Linked DNA regions of Zea mays: all the other regions are linked to region 1. Evidence: chromatin contacts called from public Hi-C data. All regions are on one chromosome and are shown on one strand. Each heading gives the region's core, a stretch centred on a gene start, on an enhancer-like site or on the middle of the called end of the contact. The rest is flanking DNA. Distances are from core to core; before and after follow the strand shown.

Region 1 (3,577 bases), core at 407-2,906:
CAGTAAAGTGAAAAACTTATGTTCAGTGAAGAGTGTTTTGAAAGAAAACTGTAATAATATAGAGAATTAGTCACAGAAGGTGTCATTAAGTATAACTCATAGCAGTCGCAACATTATGGAACCTTAAACTTTGAGTTGACAGACCATGGAAACCTGGTTTCATAGTCTGAATTCAAGAAGCCCACCCACCACGTACAAAATGGCAAGGTAAAATAGTCTAGAAGTGCTATATTTTTGCAGCACCAAATGTGTGACATGATAGGAAAATGTTTGTCGACAAGTTTCCCATTAGATTCATATAATAAGGTGAAAGCACTTTCAGATATTTCATTATGAATAGTGACTTAGGCACAATGATTTTTGCAAAGATTTCATTAGCAACTTAGGCACATAGACATCAGATGGTTCAGACCAACAGCCAACCAAATATACATGAAACACCTAAGAATATTAACACCCAGTGCTGATACCAAGTTCAAGGGAAGAAATATAGATCCTAGAAATCTAAAAATGTGAATAAATTGGTCTTACGTACGACGGGTATACCAATGATGTTTATCAGGGTCCCAGATCCAACAATCAGAGCTACCATTTCCAACAGTCCAATACCAGTAGCTAGAGCCAAGGATGTTGATACAGCCGGAAGAACCTTCTTTTGTTGCCTTACCTTCTCTATTGGTGTCAAAAATTCATCTCCTAGGTGAGAACTAAACACTAATCAGTGTAACGTGAACAACAGAGCCTTCAGAAAACAAATGGAAATGCTTACTTTCCCTTGTGGTGTTAGAATTGCCATCCATTGCCTGCTGCTCAGCAACAAAGGATGTGGTGACATTAAGTAGCGGCACATTAAACAGCTTGGATACCAAATTGAATATGGAAGTCGATGCACCAACAGCCTCAAGCTGAGCCGAACCTGATAAGAGACTCTTTCTCATCAAATGGGTGAAACGGTTGACACCCTCTTAATTGTTTACTAAAACCAGTGTCTTCCCTATTTTTGTATCTAGGCCTTCATCAGGCCCATGAGCTTTTCACATCATCATATAACACAAAGGATAACTAGATTTTACAATGCCGTGCCGGAGTGAGAGCAAGGTATGGCATGCATGATTCTAGGTTTCAAATGAAGAAATGAATTGGATTACAAAAGCTCAGAATAGTGGATTACCGATATGTCCGACGAAGGCGGTGTCGACGAGCGCCGTGATGGGGTCCGCGGCGAGCGCGAGCACGGCGGGCGCGGCGATGGCGAGGATGTCCGCCGCAACCCCGTCAAGCCTCAGCCACCCCGGAGCCCCACGCCTCGCGACGGCCTCATTCTCTTCCTCTCCCTTAATCTCAGTCTCTGGCCCCTTATCGGGTGTCACCTCGTCGACAGTGTCTGTGACGACCGGCTTCCCACCACCATGACTTTTGCATCGTGGGAGACTCCTCCACCGAGGCAGAGTAGAACGGCGGCGGTGGCAACGGCAGGAGGTCCCCACGGATGGGGCTCGGGCGTGCGCGGGTGGCTGCAGGCCTCGTCAGCGTCACAACCCTCACCGCGCGTCACTGTTGCCCTCATGCTCCTCCCCAGATGCCTAGAAGTCAAGCCAGCTAGGAGAGAATGGAGCCCACACTGGTCTCCCGCATTATCGCTCCGCGCACAAGCCATGCCGGCCGCCACGTTACCATGATGCTCGTACCACCAGCCAATGGGAGAGAATGTGAAGGAAGAACATAACTCACGGCTAAGAAGAGGAAAGCGACGGCAGAGCACGCAAGGACCTCACGACGTTAGCTCAAGCAACTTAATCGATGTGAGCAGCGGCTAATGGGTGATTCAAGTCCATACCAGCACTTTGCCATCGTCTGCGCCTCCAAATGGTCGAAGCATTTCCCTACACCTCCATTTCATCGAATCCCTCTCTGCCGTGTTCCGTAATGGCAATAATCTCGCCGCCATGGGCGTCTGGTCACAGGGGTCGGAGTGTGCGATTGGTAGGATTGAACGCGATGCGGGCCAGCCTTTTTGGGCTCGGTGGGCCGTGGGCCCCCATTTTTGTTTGGGCAGCAAGGGAAATGAATTTGATCCTGCTCATCGATCTTATTCATTTGGCCTCAACGATCAGGATTAGTTTGGCTTCCACTCCTTGAGCCTTCTGCTCAAAGCAACCACCGCTGGCTCAGCTCACTCCGGTGGCCTCCGGCCGCCTCTGCCTCCGAGGATTCGCTTGGGGGGAGACGTATTATGAGGTTCGCGGGGTGGTACCTGAAGATTGCGGCGGTGGGGCCTCCATTGGCGCTGCCATGGAGCTCTTCATGATCCACACGGGCTTTTGTACACTTCTACCTCCCCTCACCCCCTACCTGCTCAACATCCAATCCCCCCTTGTTGTTTCTTTGAGATTTTCAAAATAGTGATTATACTTGGACGGATTATGTGCAGTTCAGTGCATCTTCCCATCAATAACAATCCAAATATTTGATATTTTGGTGTCCACATAACTAGTTGAAGTTACCTAGTACCATTCATCCTGTCAAGTTCATTTTGTTTCTCTGTTGTTCGCTGCTGCATCAGAATGCCTCTTTTTTTAAACATGTTTTGCCTCTATGGTCCTATGCTACAGATGAGAAGGTAACTGTCCTGGGGTCAGAAAAACGAGCTTGGGAAAGCAGTCTAGAGGCCCAAGCTATGAGAGAAGCTCTCAATCCATGGCAAAAGCATGATGAACAAGAACAACAGAAGAAATAGTCAAGAGTTATGTGTCTTAAGTGTCTGCGTTCCCATCCGTATACCCTTGAATCAGGTACTATTAGAAATTAGTGTTGATCTTTTGCATTTGCTGAACAATCTGCAATTTTTTGACTTCTTTAAAATTGCTGGATGCCTGGATGGTAGCTTCCAGAACACGTTGAAGGGCTATCGAAGACAGTTATAAACTGCTTTTTTCATGGGATGCAAAAAAAAGAGGGGACATTGTACACTATCACACTGGGTTTCACTTGTTTTTATGATATTTTAACATTAGAACATCAGATTTTGGGTATAGAAATGGGTGAAAGTTGTCTGCTTCTCTGTACAATAATTGAATGCTCTATGGATTGCTCATGTAATCCTTTTCAGTTATGATATTTTTTTAAACATCATTTGTTGGAACAAAAGGGTGTACATAACAACAGTAAATATGGAGGAGTTTGCACATAGCTCGATTCAATGAGCATCAAAAATTCCCAATGGATTTTATGCAACCTGGCTCCAATTGTTAGTATTAATGCCCAGTAAATGGAATAATACTCGTTCTGTACAAACGTACCACCTCCTAAGCTGATAGTTTCCTATCCTCTTGATGTCTCCTGTAATGTATTCATTTCACGTATTGTATGTAACCCATTTCAGCTAGAACTAACCAAAATTTTGTACAAGCTAGTTTCTCTGTTAACTACTTAACTGGAAACTTGGTGATGGTGCTTACAACTTGACCAGCTAGCGGCAGTAGAATAAGCTGGTTTTGTTCGTATGAATAGAACTATGCTTGATGCTAACCCTAGAATTGTGATGCAAGCCCACACAAAGAAGGTGGTTGAGTAGCAC
Region 2 (3,384 bases), core at 708-3,207, 70 kb before region 1:
CCCTCTAGGCGACTATCAAGAACCACCCGGGAAAACAGTGCTACCACAAGGGTGGAATGGGACGTCCTTGGCTAACTAATTAGGAAAGCTAGTGGAGGACTACCTTACCCGAAAGGGGCAACCGCGGTGTTAGGAGCTGCCGGTATAGGGAGGTTCTCGGGTCGATCATGCTGCGATGGCTTTTCGGACGAGGGATTCCTATATCGCCCCCTTCTCGCAGAAACCGTAGCGGGTTTTCTGAAGCTAGTGGAACTTTGTAAAGGCCTCGTAGTGGGACCCTGCCTCGTCTCCTCGGTTGAGATGAATGGGAAGTCGCGATCCCTTGGCAAATGGGTAACACGACTTGTGGGTAAAGATGCACAACCTCTGCAGAGTGTAAAACTGGTATATCAGCCGTGCTCACGGTCAAGAGCGGCTCGGACCCTCACATGAGTAAATTATGGAACTAAACTTAATTTGACATGCATTTGCATTGCATTGTGGGAATTATTATTATTGTGATCAATTATTTAATTAGGTTGGTATATACTTATACTTAGTAACTGCTAATAAAATTTTGACCAACTTATTAAAAGCAATGCTCAGCCTTAACCATTTTCCTTGGTAAGCCTTACACTACATGAGCCCCACCGTAAGTGAGCTCATGCACATTATTCCCCACAACTTATTGAGCGATGACCGTATGGGAGCTCACCCTTGCTTACTCCCACCCCAGGTTAAGAACAGGTGCATTCCAGGCAAGGAGGAAGACTTTGATGAAGATGAGTTCGGAGAGATCTAGGCCGTCGTCTCCCAGTCAACTAGGGATTGTGGAGGATCATCGTCGTCATATGGTGTAATATATTTTAGTTATTTTGTACAGAACTCCGATTATTTAATAAAGATATGACATTGATATCTATACCATGAGTCATCATATGTGTGAGACTTGATCCTGTCACGCATGTGAGTCGCGCCCGGGTTTGCCCCTAAAAATCCGGGTGTGACAGGTACTGTCGAAACAATAACTTGACCTTTACTTGGACAAAGTATAACTAACTAATTTATGAATTGCTAGGCCCAATTCACAGGAAACACAGTCGGTTTAACTTCAGAGCTTCAGTTCACAATTGTTGCAAATTTTCAGTTCAAAAGGTTCTGATTTCTGAACACCGGAAAATGTCTAGTTGTGGACAAATTATCAACAAATTTTATGTTGAGGCAATCAATTCTTAACTAAAAATCCTAATCCATCCCTTGTTTGGCCCAAATCTGCCACCAACTGTCCGTGCATATGCATACTACTGAACTATTCTGCTGATGCTCTGATCTCTGACTGACAGGATTTTTGAGGGGTCTAAACCCAGTTCTGCCAGTCTTACAACTCCTGAATCAAGAACATTTGCTGAAACTCTAAAACTATGCAAGTCAAATTTGAACTGGCTAACAAAACTACAGTTGTATCAGTGTTCCAATGACTGAATCTGTAGATGTTCAGACCAAGCATTTGCTGAAACATACTAGCAGACTGCAGCTAACAAGCTAGAACTGTCAACTGTCAAAGTGCACATTAGTTTTCAGAAATGAAAGGAATGTCGAGTTGAGAAATCAAAGAAGGAAGTTTAATGATGCTGAGGAGCTGTTCTGTTTTCAAACAAGAATGTCTAATTCATCAGTTGTTAGATCTGTCGTCAGACCCCATTGTCGAGAAACGTGCTTCAGAGTTTGATACTGAATGCTGAAAATTTTCTAGCTGGAGACAAAAATTGTAAACATATTTGAGTAACAAAGAGAGTTTGATATTGAATGCTGAAAATTTTCTAGCCGGAGACAAAAATTGTAAACATATTTGAGTAACAAAGAGAGTTTGATAGTGAATACTGTTGGTGTAAATAGAACAAGTGTAAGGGGTTTCTTGTATAATGGTGAAATATAATGTGAGCTTGGGGGTGTTGTGAGGAATAACTCACCCCAAATCAACAACATGGTATATGGAGCTAGGGTTCGCAGGCGCCGCCACTCGAGCTCCGCCTTGCGCGTGTGAGGAAGAAGGCGGTCACCCAGCCGAGCCCGGAGCCGGAGCAGGAAACCGTGGTGGAGAAGCGCGTGGAGGAGGCGGATCCATGGAGCGCAGCTCGGCGGGCGGCCCCCTGGCAGCTGGCGTGGCGAGCTCATCCGCGCGTCCTCGACTCGTCCGCGCCGGTGCCGGCCGCCGTCCCCGTCCTGTGCGACGGCGAGCTCGTCGGCGTGGGCTCCCGCCCCTATGCGCACCAGCTGCGCACTCCCCCCTGCTCGACCCCTCAGTTCCTGGTGGTCGCCCTCGGGCCCCTCCGCTGGTGTGGCTGCTGGGATTGCTGCTACGGACGCTGGTGCTGTAGCTGCTCCCAAGGAAGAAGAGAAGGCCGAGTACCTCAAGGACCGAGCAAGTTTGCTGTTGCTGCTCCTGCAGCTGAGAAAGGGGGAAGAGGAGGAAGCCTCTACTGCTGCGGTGAGCGTGGAGTTGGGGAGAGTGAGGTGGTGCTGCTCCTGCAGCTGAGAAAGGGGGAAGAGGAGGAAGTCCCTACTGCTGCCCTCGTAGCTGTTGTGGCCTGTGTAGCTGTGGAGGCCGGTAGGAGCTGGTATGGGGTTCTGAAGCGAGTTCTGAACTGTCCTGTCTGCTTGAAGCCGGAGCTACTGCTCTGCTTGTTGTGGTGAAGGAGTAGATGTGCGAGCTCATGGAGGAGCTGCTGGAGCATAGCCTGGAGGCGTCTGCTAATCCCATGAAGGTGGTGGAGTACGTGCAGAAGGAGTCGCCGCTGATCGCCGTGGTGCTGAAGGCACACATGCACTGCGAGGCCTGCGCCGAGGGGATCAGGAAGAGGATCCTCAATATGAAAGGCGTCCAGTCCGTAGAACCAGACCTCAAGGCATCGGAGGTGGCTGTCATGTCCAAAAAGGTCCGGAGAGTGGAGGCGGTGGTGGCGGAACTGGAGTGTAGGAACTCTGAGCTGTTTGGCGAGAAGGGTGAACTGGAGGAGAAATTGGTGGCTGCCAAGGAGGTGTTGGCGAGGCTGACGGCGATGACGAGGGAACAGGAGGCTAGGGTGTTTGCTAGAAGGAGAGAGTCTGATTTGGTGAAGGAGAAAGAGGCTGTTGCTAAGGCTCTTGATGCTGAGAAGGCTGAAGTAGCAAGGTTGAGGTTGAAAATTGAGGAGCTAGAGAAATGTAGCGGTGAGAAGGATGGTGACATCAGGAAGATGAAACCAGCCTACTTTGCCAACTATGCCCACATGGGTGAAGGTACTCAGGAACAAGCTCTTACATACTCATGTAGGCATCAAAAGGAGTGGGTCATAGATTCAGGAGCATCTAAGCATGTCATGGGCATATCCAGCTCTTTCAAAGCTTACATCCCACATACACATT
Region 3 (3,623 bases), core at 163-2,662, 110 kb before region 1:
TAAAAAAATTATTGGTGATGGTAAGAGCTCCAGTTTTTGGAAAAACATTTGGTGTGGTAATATGAATTTTGCAGACAAGTATCCTAATTTGTTTGTGGTTGCCTATGATAAGGATATCACTGTGCATAAGGTGGTCTCTTCCAACTTTCAGATGCTGACTTTCAGGAGAAGGCTCGTTGGTACGTTAGGTGAGGCCTACACTGATCTTATGGATCAGTGTAGTCAGACCTTGCTTTCTGAAAATGATGATTCTTCAAGTTGGCTGTTGGGTTGCAAAGGTTATTCGGTAAAATCCTTTTACAAAATGTTAAAAAATTCCATGATTGATGTTCCTGTGAACTTTCTGTGGAAATCCAGACTTCCACACAAGATTAAAGTGTTCTTATGGTTGGTCAAAAATAATAGGATTTTGACAAAAGACAATTTGGCTAAAAGGCACTGGCATGGGAATATGGATTGTATTTTTTGTGGATTATTAGAATCCATAGATCATTTATTTTTCCACTGCCCTGTGGCCAGATTTATTTGGAGAATCATCCAAATTGCTTTCAAAATGTCCTCTACCCCCAAAAACACAGCTGACCTCTTTGGTCCCTGGATCAATGGTTTTCATAAATCTAAAAAAAATCTGATCGTTTTCGGATGTGGTGCTGTTATTTGGGCTATATGGCGCACTCGGAATGATTGCTGCTTCAATGCTAGGTTGATTGATGATCCGTTAAATATAATTTTTTCCTGCTGTTATTGGATTGATGCTTGGTCTATTCGACAGACAAAGAAGGGAAAAAGACTGGTGGAACAAGGAAGCCGCAGAGTTCGAAAGATAGCAAGTGATATCTACAGCAAGGCCCATGGTTGGAAGCCGGTTGACAGGCGTCTCCAGTGACATTTTGCAGCTGTTTACGCATCTCTTCTAGTCGTGTTCAGCTTGTCTTCTTTTGGTTGATCAAAACTTGCTGTTCAGTCATTTCTGGTGACGCGTGGTCCCTGGCTGCTTTTGGGATTTGTCCTTTGTAGATATTCAGTGATGCTTGTTAGTCTGTTGAACTACTTTAGATATGGTGTGTGTGCCTCCAGTTGAGTTTCGGACCTATATGTTGCTGATATTGTGGTAGGCTTATCGGCTTGTGGCTGTTGGTTATGTCGGGTCTTATGTAAAAACTGTGTTTGGTTCTATTTCTTAATGAAATAGGGGGTTGCCCTCTTTAAAAAAAAAGATTCTATTCCCATTCAATACATATGGACGGCGGGTTAATTATAAAGGAGCTTGGGGACTCTTTTGCGATTTTACCCCGACTAACACTTGCGGACGAACGCGAGCCGTTGATCGCGGGATCAATGGCTCAGATCTGGTTGAGCCGAAGGGGTATATTTAATCTAATCTCGGCCACCCACTGCGAATCCAACGGCAATCCCCCCTTCTACCCCAACCGCCTCATCCCCCCTACTTCGGTTGAGAGACCGGCGGCGCCTAGGCCCTCACCACACGGCGGCGCCATGGCCGGCGTGCGTGCACTGGCAGTCCGCCGGCCCAAACTCCGAAACAGCATGTTCTACACGATGTGGGAATCATAGCGAGTATGATAGAGTGCCTCACCGTCAGTGGAGATGAATGCGAGGCTTGGTCGATGGTGCAGCGCGGATCCGCCACGAGATGCAAGTTCCCGTGCACTTCCCTTGAATTCCGGCCATGCTCCACGCTCGAGATGGCTGCGCCCAAGCGCGGGGTGCCCCGGCGAATCGCCCAGACCGCACGCCGAGCCCCGAGCGGCGATGTAGGTAGGATGCCCGTGTGGCGGATATCTTTATCTCTCTCTGCGCTTTTCTCCGCGGCGATGGCGACTCACGGCATCGGGTTTTCGTTTTGGATGGCCAAGGTGAAGCGAGCATGGCACGAATTTATACGCTCGCCGGTCGAAGGGATAACCACGCGAGTCGCCGTGATCCCCGGGTGCTCGGATTTCTGTTGGAGTCCGATGCGATAGGAAGAGGAGAAATCTAATACGAGGGCCCCACTGCCAGAGACCGGACGAGAGCGCGCAGACTTCGGGAGTTTGCTTTGTTCGCTCCATGACCGAGGACCCGACTTGCTGGGCCCACACGCCGGTGAAATGGACGAGAGGGCGTGCTGGCTGGTGATGTGGCACGGCGAGGGAAGTTGGGCCGCGCGGGACCTTGGGCCGAACAGGTAAGAAAGCACAGGTACACTTCTTCTCTTTCTCATTTTATTTTCTGTTTTTCTTATTTCTTTTCTATTTTCAGATTTTAGTTTTCAAACAAATTCAAACTTAGTTTGGGGCTTTGAATATAAACCAAATACATCAAAGAACCAGCATGATGCAAGTATGTTTGTATACTAATTATTTATCTTCTTAGAAAAATGCTTGTATGCATACAAAGGAAGCAAGTCCCTTAATTAAACAAATTGAAAACTTTTCCTTTGTTTTTTTTTTTCTGAAGTTCAAATTATAATTCTAGTATCAAGATTCAAACCTAAAGTTGGTTAATAGTGCCCTCATTTAGTGCAAGACAATATCTCTTTTCAAATGCTTAGTTTAATTCAAGATTCCCTGTTCATCTTTTCTTTATTTTAGGAAGAGTAATTTCAAAAGTAGAGAAAATTCTTATTATAAGACATTTTTACTTGTTTTTGTTGGAGAATTCTTCAAACCTACCATCATAGGAATTTTGGGTGTTACAATTAGCATGCCCATGTCTCATGTCGTCTGATGTCTCCATCCCCTACCGTTCTAACACCAAGAACAGTTTGGATTCTATCCTTCTCTCTCTCCCAAAAAAAAAAAACAGTAGCTTGCACAGTTGCACTACCATCTTGCTAGTGCTAGCAAGTACTAGTACTCACGATGAACATAATACAACAATTGACTGATTCCAACATGATACAAATTCTGATGGAGGTCCTGCTTGGAACACAAGATGTTCACCTCTTACATTTCCTGCATTCCAAGCAGAACCCCCTAATAATAACATCATATATACTACTCCCTCCGTTCTTTTTTATTTGTCACCGTTTAGTTCAAAAATGAACTAGCGAGCGATAAATATTCGAGAACGGAGGTAGTACTATTTATATTAGAACAAGAACTACAGGGACAGGGTGGTACTGACCAAGGCAGGCAGGTGCCATGCTAATGACATGCGTGTTGCAGCCATGCAGCAACAAGAAACAGCATTAGGTTATTGGTAAAATCCCCGGACGCGAGCTCGAGCTCTCTCGGAGCCGGAGACACGCAGCCGGCAGCCACTTGAGGCCTAGTTTGGATACTTTGGGATTAGAGTGTTTTGGAGGGATTGAAGAGGGTATAAATCCCCAATAGATCAAATACCCGCTCAATACATGTCAATCCACTCTAATCCCACTCATTACTAGAGTATCCAAACTAAGCCTGAGGCGACAGCGCACCCCTGCCTCCTCTGGCCGGCCGGCCGCCTCGTGCGCGCCATGCGCCGTGGTCCATCCATGCCCCCACCACGTGCACGTGCCTGCCCCCGCCGGACTCGGACAAGAGGAGGTGCCTGATTGGGGCCCACCCCGCTCCGGCGACACGACGGAACCAACCGACCAGCGGCTTCTTTCTTGTGCGCGTCGCACGTACGACGCC

The links. Hi-C and Micro-C count contacts between places; a contact is called where the count stands out from the background.
Region 2: a contact with region 1 is called in a Hi-C map of leaf, with 3 times the contacts expected there. The contact joins the enhancer-like site here to the promoter of LOC103630881 in region 1. A contact is called at or near these places in 2 of 25 Hi-C or Micro-C datasets (both in leaf).
Region 3: a Hi-C map of bundle sheath shows a contact between it and region 1, with 4 times the contacts expected there. The contact joins the enhancer-like site here to the promoter of LOC103630881 in region 1. A contact is called at or near these places in 12 of 25 Hi-C or Micro-C datasets (bundle sheath, ear, leaf and 3 more).

The regions. Positions count from the first base shown.
Region 1 is chr6:19,398,129-19,401,705 of Zm-B73-REFERENCE-NAM-5.0, forward strand. It overlaps LOC103630881, which reads right to left and starts at 1,657. Exons shown (of 12, transcript XM_035960265.1): 1 at 1,651-1,657; 2 at 1,172-1,522; 3 at 770-916; 4 at 536-696. The coding sequence starts at 1,657. It also overlaps the pseudogene LOC100277558 and the pseudogene LOC109940319.
Region 2 is chr6:19,328,009-19,331,392 of Zm-B73-REFERENCE-NAM-5.0, forward strand. It overlaps the pseudogene LOC103630880. Among protein-coding and RNA genes, the nearest start is that of LOC100273114, 56 kb to the left of the region's middle. Within about 2 kb of position 1,958, at least 9 of the 20 cell types and tissues checked have an H3K27ac peak or open chromatin away from gene starts, as enhancers often do. A contact at or near this core is called in leaf, where this site is marked.
Region 3 is chr6:19,292,804-19,296,426 of Zm-B73-REFERENCE-NAM-5.0, forward strand. It overlaps the pseudogene LOC103629065. Among protein-coding and RNA genes, the nearest start is that of LOC100273114, 21 kb to the left of the region's middle. Within about 2 kb of position 1,413, at least 18 of the 20 cell types and tissues checked have an H3K27ac peak or open chromatin away from gene starts, as enhancers often do. A contact at or near this core is called in bundle sheath, ear, leaf and 2 more, where this site is marked.